Linked DNA regions of Mus musculus: region 2 is linked to region 1. The links are chromatin contacts, called in public promoter capture Hi-C maps. All regions are on one chromosome and are shown on one strand. The core of a region is the stretch at or near the end of the contact, and the rest is flanking DNA. Distances in the headings are between cores, read along the strand shown. Region 1 holds the start of Rab11fip2 (RAB11 family interacting protein 2 (class I)). Region 2 holds the start of Zfp950 (zinc finger protein 950).

The links. Promoter capture Hi-C pulls out the DNA fragments that hold promoters and counts their contacts.
Region 2: a contact with region 1 is called in a promoter capture Hi-C map of hematopoietic stem and progenitor cells, with 4 times the contacts expected there. The contact joins the promoter of Zfp950 here to the promoter of Rab11fip2 in region 1. A contact is called at or near these places in 2 of 39 promoter capture datasets (hematopoietic stem and progenitor cells and pre-B cells).

What each region holds. Positions count from the first base shown.
Region 1 is chr19:59,941,489-59,946,150 of GRCm38.p6, reverse strand. It overlaps Rab11fip2 (RAB11 family interacting protein 2 (class I)), which reads left to right and starts at 2,787. Exons shown (of 6, transcript NM_001033172.3): 1 at 2,787-3,503. The coding sequence starts at 3,151.
Region 2 is chr19:61,138,302-61,142,963 of GRCm38.p6, reverse strand. It overlaps Zfp950 (zinc finger protein 950), which reads left to right and starts at 2,124. Exons shown (of 3, transcript NM_001001737.2): 1 at 2,124-2,259. The coding sequence starts at 2,257.

The sequences.
Region 1 (4,662 bases), core at 1,538-4,037:
CTTCCAACGTGCTAGGAATAAACTCCCTTGTGGAGCTGTCTTGAAAGGCGCAGTACCTGCTGTTTTCATCCATGGAATCTTGTGAGCTGTGCATGTGGTGGACAATTGTGATCACTTTAACTTTCTGGTCAAATTTTTCTCACCGAATCAAGTGTTTACAATATAAAATCAGAATTCTCAACCTTTTCCTCCTCTAAAATATGTCCTTTACCCCCACTGCCTTGTTTTTAGAATTGCATTAAAGATTTCTGGACATATCATTACTAATAACAAAAAAGAAAAAGAAATTTAAAAATAAGTAGCTGTCTTCCATTTTGGGGTTTTCTGTATTCACTCATATGATCTTCCCAACTTTAAAAATAACTACACATACACTTTAAAAGTGGTAAAAATCATTTTTAAAACTTACAAAAACCTGAACACTTTAGTAGAGCACTTTGATCTCAGGTCTTATATAAATATTATTTTTTCATATGAGCCAATCATATTCTTGGCTTAGCCGACATGCTTTTATATTCTGAATGTAGTGATGCAATAAAAAGGAATCACTCTAGGAAATTGCTTCTTTTTTATAATGCAATTCTAGACTTTCTTTGGCTCTTATGGTTTGTGTGTTCATTTGGTTCCCATGAGCAAAAAGATGCTATTTTCTTATTCAGACTTAAAACTATTATGTCACGAATTCCTATCTTGCTACTCAGCAATATTAAACAATTTTGGCTCTAGCTAAGTTTTGAAAAAACTCAAATGTAGGTGTGATAAAAGAGAGGACAATATCAATTGTCAGTGCTTGAATTTAGAGCATTTTCTGCATTGTGTTGGAGCCTGTTATTGCGTTGCTGTGGACTGCTGTAGCCAACTTCCACCCTAGAAATGGCTGCATTTCAACAATGAGGGGAATGATACTTGTAAACAAGTTTATAACCATTAATAAAGCTTAGCAAACACTGTAAGTGCTTTAAAAACACAATCCATTATTATAATTGCCTATTGTTTAATTACAACCTCTAATAGAAATGTGAAACCTTTGAAATGCAGTTTATAAAACTAGGCTTAAATTGGATGTCAAAACACTTATTTTGTTTCTCTACAAGTTTCAGGTGTCATATTATTTCTCTCTAGAGATGCTGGTGAAATTCCACCACTGACTGCTCCAATGTACTCTTTACAAATCCCTGAAAATATTTTTTCTTTAGAGTTGACAACTGCCCGCTCTGGGATCCAGATGCTATGTGCACAGTGAGATGATTTTGTTCTGCTTTGCACACATGGCCTTTTCAAACACTGTCTCCCCGGGATGGAAACTCAGCTCTCCCCGGGATGGAAACTCAGCTTGTATAACAGAAGTTCTAAAACTTGCCCGATAATAATAAACCCAATACCTTACAGTTTATGACCATTTTAAGTTGGATAAAGCACATTCCTATCTATCATATTTATTCTCAAAATTAGTCCCATAAAGGGAGAAAAGCATTTAGTCAGTCAACAGATTGGTTAGCATGTCTGTTTAATGCTTAGTTCTCTAAAGTCCTTCAGGGATGTCTAATCTTTTGACATTGCTTGGAGAGCTGTTGTCTGTCTGCAAAGTTCTCCCTGAAGAAAAGCACAATGCAGTTAAATACTCTCATAGCATTTAAGGTTGGGTTTGGCCTCATTCATAGCTATTGTTGGCCGCAGGTTGGATGTGCTGCCAGGAAGTGCAGTCCAAAGAGCTTCAGAATTTTCCTAGGCAGACATGGACAGAAATAAAGTCAACAGAGGTAGTATGCATCTCCTGAGACTGAAAAGCAGAGACAGTACTCCTGTCCTCTCTGGCCATGAAGTTGGGGTTTGGATTCCTGGAGGACTTGACAGTGAGCGCTCAGGGAATGCTTTTGACTTGGACGCCATACACACAACTTAGAAAGGGGGAAAAAAGACTAAATAGTTCCGTAGAATTATGGTGGCAGGCATGGGGGCCTGGTCTTCTGACGCCATCCCAAAGCGTCTATGATCTTTATTAAGCAAGGGAATCTTTATTAAGCAAGAGAATCTTTATTAAGCTTTGGAATCTATCTGCATCCTTTGCTTTTGGTCTGTGCTCAGGAGGAGGTCCCTTTAGTCAGTTGAAGGTTTCCTCTTCAAGACGATGGAGAACGGTTGGACGAAGTCTGAACTGTCACTCAAGAAGAACTACCACCATTAAAGGACACCAGCGCCCAGCTAGGACTGAACACACAGCTGGAACAGATTTCTGCCTTCCAAGATGGAAACCGGTTCTCTCCCAATAGCGGGCGGTGTATAGGGCCCAGTGCCGCCTCCCAGAACCCCTTGTCGGCCTCTGCGGGCTCACAGTTCCCCAGCCCGCTGCAACCGACAGGTTGGAACCTCAGCACCCACCGTCCAGCGCGCGCATCCCAGCCTCCGCGTCCCGCACCGCGCGCCCCGTCGTCAAGGCAACCAGGGAGGCGCTGACCCCCAACCCCGCCCGGCCCCGCCCCTCGCGCAGCCCCACTCAACATGGAGACGGCCAACCCGGAAGTGGCGCGGCCGCCGCGCGCCGGGCGCTAGGAGCCGCGGGTTGCTGGCCAGGCCTCACCCGGTGACACCGCCCGGCCTCGGTTTGCCACCCGCGCTCCGCGTCCCTCCGACACCGGTCCAGGTCGGCCGCTTCCGCCCCGCTCGCCCAGGCCTGCGCCACTCTTGGGGGGGAGGAGCCGAGGCGAGGCCGCGCGGGCGGGCGGAGGGAGCCAGGCCCCACGGCCGTCGACGGTTCGTATCAGCCGGGTCGGAGGAGGAGCCGGGCCGCGCGGGGCGGAGGCCGGGCCCTAGGGGCGCAGGTTTCAGGATAGCGGCGAAGCGGGGCGCGGGGCTGCGCGCGGAGGCCCGGAAGGCGCGGAGGTGATGTGGGCCCCTGTGCTTCTACGGAAGAAAGGGACCCCAGCAGCGGCGGCGGCCTCCCTACCGGTCCTCCTGACAGCAGCCCTTAGGGACCTCGCGGCAGCCCTGACTGCCCAGCTCACTGAAGTGCTCTTAAGGATGCAGTGATCAGGGTACGGGGCTCTCCCCGCGGGAGGGGCTCTGCCTGCGCTTCTGAACTCTGCGCAGAGAAAACAAAACAACAACAACAAAAAACAAAACCGAAAAACAAAACAAAACAAAAAACCCAGAATGATGCTGTCTGAGCAAGCCCAAAAGTGGTTTCCAACCCACGTGCAGGTCACAGTGCTCCAAGCTAAAGATCTGAAGCCAAAAGGCAAAAGTGGTACCAATGACACATACACCATAATTCAGTTGGGCAAAGAGAAGTATTCTACATCTGTAGCAGAGAAAACCCTGGAGCCGGTCTGGAAGGAGGAGGCCTCCTTTGAGCTGCCTGGGTTGCTCATGCAGGGTAGTCCGGAGAAATACATTCTTTTTCTTATAGTGATGCACAGGTCCCTGGTGGGACTGGATAAGTTTTTAGGGCAGGTGGCAATCAATCTCAATGACATCTTTGAGGACAAACAAAGAAGGAAAACAGAGTAAGTTATATAATTTATTTTGAATTTTGGGTACTTAAAGATATATGGATTTACTGTTCTTGAACATAGTATATTTGAGGCATTGGTCTTTGGGATTGAAATAGGATCCAGTATTAAGCACTTCTCTTTGCATGACTTTGAAGGGAAATAGCCTTTACTCTGATTTTTTTTTTAATGGAGTGATTAGTAAACCATTTTTTTTTCTCATTTCTGTGTGAGGTTAAGAGCTCTTAGTGGAATATTTTGCACTGGGTTTTAATACTTTTTATAAGAGGCCTAGAGCATGAACTAGAAAACCAGAAAATTAAATATATGCGTACCATTAGGTCTATGTTTGTTGAGCACTGTTAAAAAAATAAATTACTAGTAAAGGGTGTCAAAAGATAAGTTACTAGGTTTAGAACTCTTTATTTCAGCATTGGAAACAGTTGGCCTTATTTTTGCTCCACCAGTTTTCAGGGTCAGTACTTCTTGATAGGGTAGAAAGTTGTTAAAAGAACAAAAGTTTTGGAAGTCTGCACAGACATCTTCAGTCTTGAGCCCACTGACATTTTCCCTTTGAATTTACAGTATAGTGGAGCTATTGTTTACTGAAGAATTAGTTCAGCAAAGCTGTTGTGTAAGATCAGAGACAGTGATTACAGTCTTGTGATGCAGTGATTTAATGACTTCTTCGATGAAAACATGGCTTTTGAAATTGAACTTTCTAGCCTAAGTTAGATATACTTAATTTAAGAAATCAAAATTCAAATCAACACTAGGATGTTATGTGCTAAGTTGAAACAAGTAGCATCTTTGGAAAGGTAGGTCTGCTGTCCTGCTTTTAGCTTACATGCTTGTACACGCTTACCTTACACGCAGAGCTTGTAATGGGCCTGAAGGCTCATTGAGATGGCTGGAGTTTGTGAAAAGAGGGCTGAGGGAACTCATCAGAGGACTGCACTTTTCCCAAGTAGCTTAAAAAAAAAAAAGAACAAAACCCAGTCCTGATGCATGTTCATCTACCTACCCTTTAGAGCACTATTTTTGCAATGATAACTTTAAGCTCACATTAATTTCTTACAAGTATAGTGATCTTTTATCTGTCTTTATTTCCTTTGTAAAACCTGCCAGCAAACTTCATTTAATAAGAATTGTTTTTGTTTTGAATAAAGTCTTT
Region 2 (4,662 bases), core at 875-3,374, 1.2 Mb before region 1:
GGATGGGATTAAAGGCGTGCGCCACCACACCCAGCTTTACCTCAGGATTCTTAATTCTTTTGCTTACTTTACAGCCAAAACATGACTCAGTTGCAAATACTTACCTGATAATGACATACATTTTATCACTAGAATATATTTTATGCAGACAGGTACCATAAAATGCTGACATAAATCCATGAGCCTATGACTTTAATGAGGTACCCATTTCTTAGGGGACACTCACTGAAGCTCATCGGAATCTTTTCTTGGAATATGTTAACATTTCTAAACTAAAGCTCTTAGTTGTAATATTAAAAAGAATTTGAAAAGTATGGGTCTCTTTTTCCCTTGTCTTGAAGTCTGATGAATACAGACATCACTAGAACTTCGGTTCAAAAAATGTATTTACTACAACTTTCATGGAAGTAAAGGCATCTTTTCTTCTTTTAAACATGGCAGCATGAGACATGCACAAGAAGCTTGACAAACTGTGAATGAAATATTAGTTGTTATTAAATGGCTTCACAACTGTTTAAGTTTTGAAAGCAAGTGTTGATTTACCCTGTAATTATAGGATGGATTCATTAAGAAACATTATTGAGGGCTAGAGAAATGGGTCAGAGGTTAGGAGCACTGACTTCCCTTCCAGTGGTCCTGAGTTCAATTCCCAGAAACTACATGGTGGATTACAACCATCTGTAATGGGATCCAATGCCCTCTTCTGGTGTGTCTGAAGACAACTACAGTGTACTAAATGTGCATTAATAAATAAATAAATAAATAAATCTTAAATTTTTTTCTTTATAAAAAATTATCAAACCTATTCTCAAAGCTATTTTGTGTCTTATAATGGACTTAGTGCAGTTCTTTTTGTTCAGAAACACTGTACCCCTGAACTTTTTTTTTTTTTTAAACTGCACTAAAACTTTGCCATTGGTAAGCCACTGAGCTGATGTGCAGCAGGGCAGGGTAGAATATGATAGGGGTGAAAGGAATTTCCCCACTGCCCTCTGAAGGTTTGCTGGAATACAATGTCTAGGATAAATTAAATGGGAGAAAAGTGTGTGAATGCGTTATTGTCCTTAAGTACAGCCCAACGTGATTCAGAAAGTTTTTGGCCCCACTCTTTCTAGGAGAATTGAAGTACAGGAAATGTCAGAAAACAACATGCTGGGTTTTTCTCTTCTTCTTGTTGAGCTTTTTTATTTTGTTTTTATTATCAACCTTATACAAGTGGAGCTCATCTTCAAAGAGGACTTCTTTCCCACCCAAACCACCCCATGCAAAAGCAAGAGGTTTATTTTCCAGAGCATTGAGACGAGTTAATAAGAAGGCGACCCCAAATGGCCATTACAGTTTTTATACTTTTTAGGAGCACAGGTTACACCAGCAAGATTATACCTCAACCTTATTGGCTAAGCATATTGACCTTTAAACCTATTGGCTAGCAAGCATGACAGGTATTTGAACTCTACCTGGGACTTTCCCGAGGGTCAGGTAACTATCAGTCAGTTTTTTTCCACCTTCCCAAGGAGGAAGATGTGCTGGCTAACAATAGTGCTCCATAGTGTTTGTCATCTATTTCTTGCTTTTGTCCCCCAGCGTTGTCTCATACTTACCAGGTGAAAAATAGCTGCTGCAGTTTACCTAAACATCTTATTATCTTATTTCCTAAAATCTCTCTTTAATTGTTAATACCCTGGGCATCCTTCCACTTGAGGACCAGATTGAAAACTCTACTGCAAGTTGAGTAATGGGCTATGTAAAGGCTATTCCAGGAGGAAGAAGGAAGTGCCTCCGGAGTACTGAGGGGAGTTCAAGCAAGGGCTGAAGTGGCAAGGTAGTGAGTGCAGGATCTATTGCCACAAAGGGAGGAGCAGGTGGCTGAGCAGCGGAAACTGGAGTGGTGGTTCCTCCCGCGGGGCTGGGTGGGAAGACAGACAGGTAGGATATTGGAGGACAGGCACAAGTGCTACTGAAATGTACATCTCTGCACATCTGGAAAACCTTTTGCCCTGGACTGGAAGCCTGAACCGGGAACTTCTAAGTTGTGTACGTCAGCACGCTCTTACCCTAAGGGAGGTGCTCAAGTCACACAAGACTCACTGGCCAATCAGAGGCTTCAGATGGACCTGCCAGTCAGAAAAGGAGGAGGATTCATCCGGGTGTCGAGCAGCAAGTTCCGCTCTGAGACTGAGCAGTCTTGAAGGTTTCTGTGTGATGTACTCTGAACTCTGCTACTGGGTACTGTGAGGGACGCTCTGAAGTCGCGACATGGTGAGCACAGGGTCACTGCCCACAATGGGGAAGAGCAGGCTGCTGAGCCTCGGGAGCTGTTGTGGTGGGTCTTCCCTGGGGCTAGGTGGGAAGTGTCAGCCAGATGCGGCTACCTGTCAGGTCCCTTGTGGTCATAGTCATTCCCTGGATCCGGCGGTAGCCACTGAATAACTTCACTATGGGAGCTGTGACTGGGCAAAACTTTTAGAGTTGGGACTTGTGTGTAGAAACATCCTTGGCAGGATGCCAAACTCGGAGAGCCCTAGTTTCCCTTTTGTCTTCTACATTTAATATTTAGATGTAAGATCCATTTGGACTTAAGTTTGTGGAGGTTGTAAAAGGCATCTCATGCATTGGGTAGCAATCCAATATTAAGCTGAGATGTAGAAGAGTAGAATTGATGATGTAAAGGATCTACCAATGCTTAGGAGATAGTAGAATTTACTTCAGGGAGAACTGCTATAAACACTCCACAGATAAGTAGTGTGCTAACCAGACCTGTTAGAGATTAGGATACTAGGATACACATGTTTATTCACGAAGATTATCCAGAAATTTGGCTCTAGACCATAGCAAAGAAGACACCTCTTATTTACAACTAGCCACTAAGCCCATCCTCATATAAAAGAGCAGGCCTTTAGCAAACTGCTCAAGGAGGCATTACATGGTCACAACCAACATTAAAGCCTGGTGTGCCATAAAGACCCAGTTTTCTTCTTGAGAAAACCATAGTTCTGCCACACAGGCAAGACTACACCAGGTGACAACCATTTGAAAACAAAAAACATTGTTGTGTCAAGGGCTAGCTTAATCAAGCAAGGCTTTCCATGAGGCCCTCAGATATGGAGAAGGAAACCCAGGAACATGCTTTTCAGAGCCAGTAGCAGACTGAGGCCTGGACCTGGAGAGTTTTTCCTAAGGACCTGATGAATTGAGAATAAAATAGAGCTCCTCTAAAGCAAGGGATATGCTTGTGAGAACTGTTAGTGGTCTGGGGCTCTGGGAGGGGTTGCTTCACATCCTGAACCAACTCTTCCTACCACATGGGACTGTGGCTATCAGTCCTAAATCCACTGTCAGTAATGTTCTTGAGATACCCTGTGTCCTGCTTTGGACCGCTGTTTATTAGACACCTTCTGAGTTTGTCCCATTGTATGATAGTTGCTGCTGATTTCATAGAAGTCTACCATTTTTTTCCATTTCCCTTGTTAGTAGTATACAAGATGCTATTCTTAAGAAGCTTACTTAGCATAAGACATAGTTTGTGTGAGACCTCCCATACCTAGCTTTTATACTTTCTACCTTCTACTTTTCCTATCCTTTTCATCCTCAGGGATCTTCCACTTAGAACCTTGTTACTCAAGAATAATCTGCTGGTCGGTCAGTGGTGGTGCACACCTTTAATCCCAGCACTTGGGAGGCAGAGGCAGGCGAATTTCTGAGTGTGAGGCCAGCCTGGTCTACAGAGTGAGTTCCAGGACAGCCAGGGCTACACAGAGAAATCCTGGTATACTTAAATATTTATGTTAGTATCTTTGCTGTGTAAATCTCCCATTTAAGTGGCTAGACTTGCAGACTCCAGTCCATATTTAAATTGTTCAAAACATAACCTGAGGCCTGAACCTAAAAGACACTTAAGGGTGACAGCAAATGTGGAATGTAAAATCTCTTCTCTGCTGCCTCCTCTTTGAACATTAGCCAGCACTGCATGCATCCTGTCATTAAAGACATTTTTCTTAACTAAACTTTTTTGTGTACAGTGATTTCTCCATGGGAAGACATGTTTATTCTAGGACAGCTTCATTTTCAGCCTTTTAGAAAAATATTTCTGAGATAAGCTATGTTGACTCAGGTCACATTGCTCCCCAGGGCAATGACCTTGCTTTCCTCTTGATTAAACTTCCCAAGTTCTTTACTTAAAAGGCTGTACCACAACAGAGTTTTTAAATTTCCCATTAGAGTCATGTATTGAACTGTCCATTGCAGTAACAGGAAAAGGATTTGTTTGTGGAGCATGGCAGAACAGACCAGAATAGGAAGAACAGTTTATTGTACACACTGCAGGGTGAGACAGGATAGACAAGAGCTAGATCACATACTAAAGTTTAAGGTAGTCAGCTGCAGAGGTCACCATTATGAAGAAGGAACTGACTCAGGCAGGGTAAGTAATTTTGTAATTTTCCAGCATCTATTAATTCAAGCATGTGAATGAAAACAGACTAGATTGATGGGTATACAACTTATGAAGATTAGCTTGAGCCAATGAATATTAAATTTCCAATTAAAAGATTGTACTATGCAGATATGTGAAATCCTCCTTGACACAGTTAAGTCAGTTCAGAAATCTGAGACAGATATCAGAAACTAACATTACACACAGGGAAAAGGTCAAAGAGTATCTCA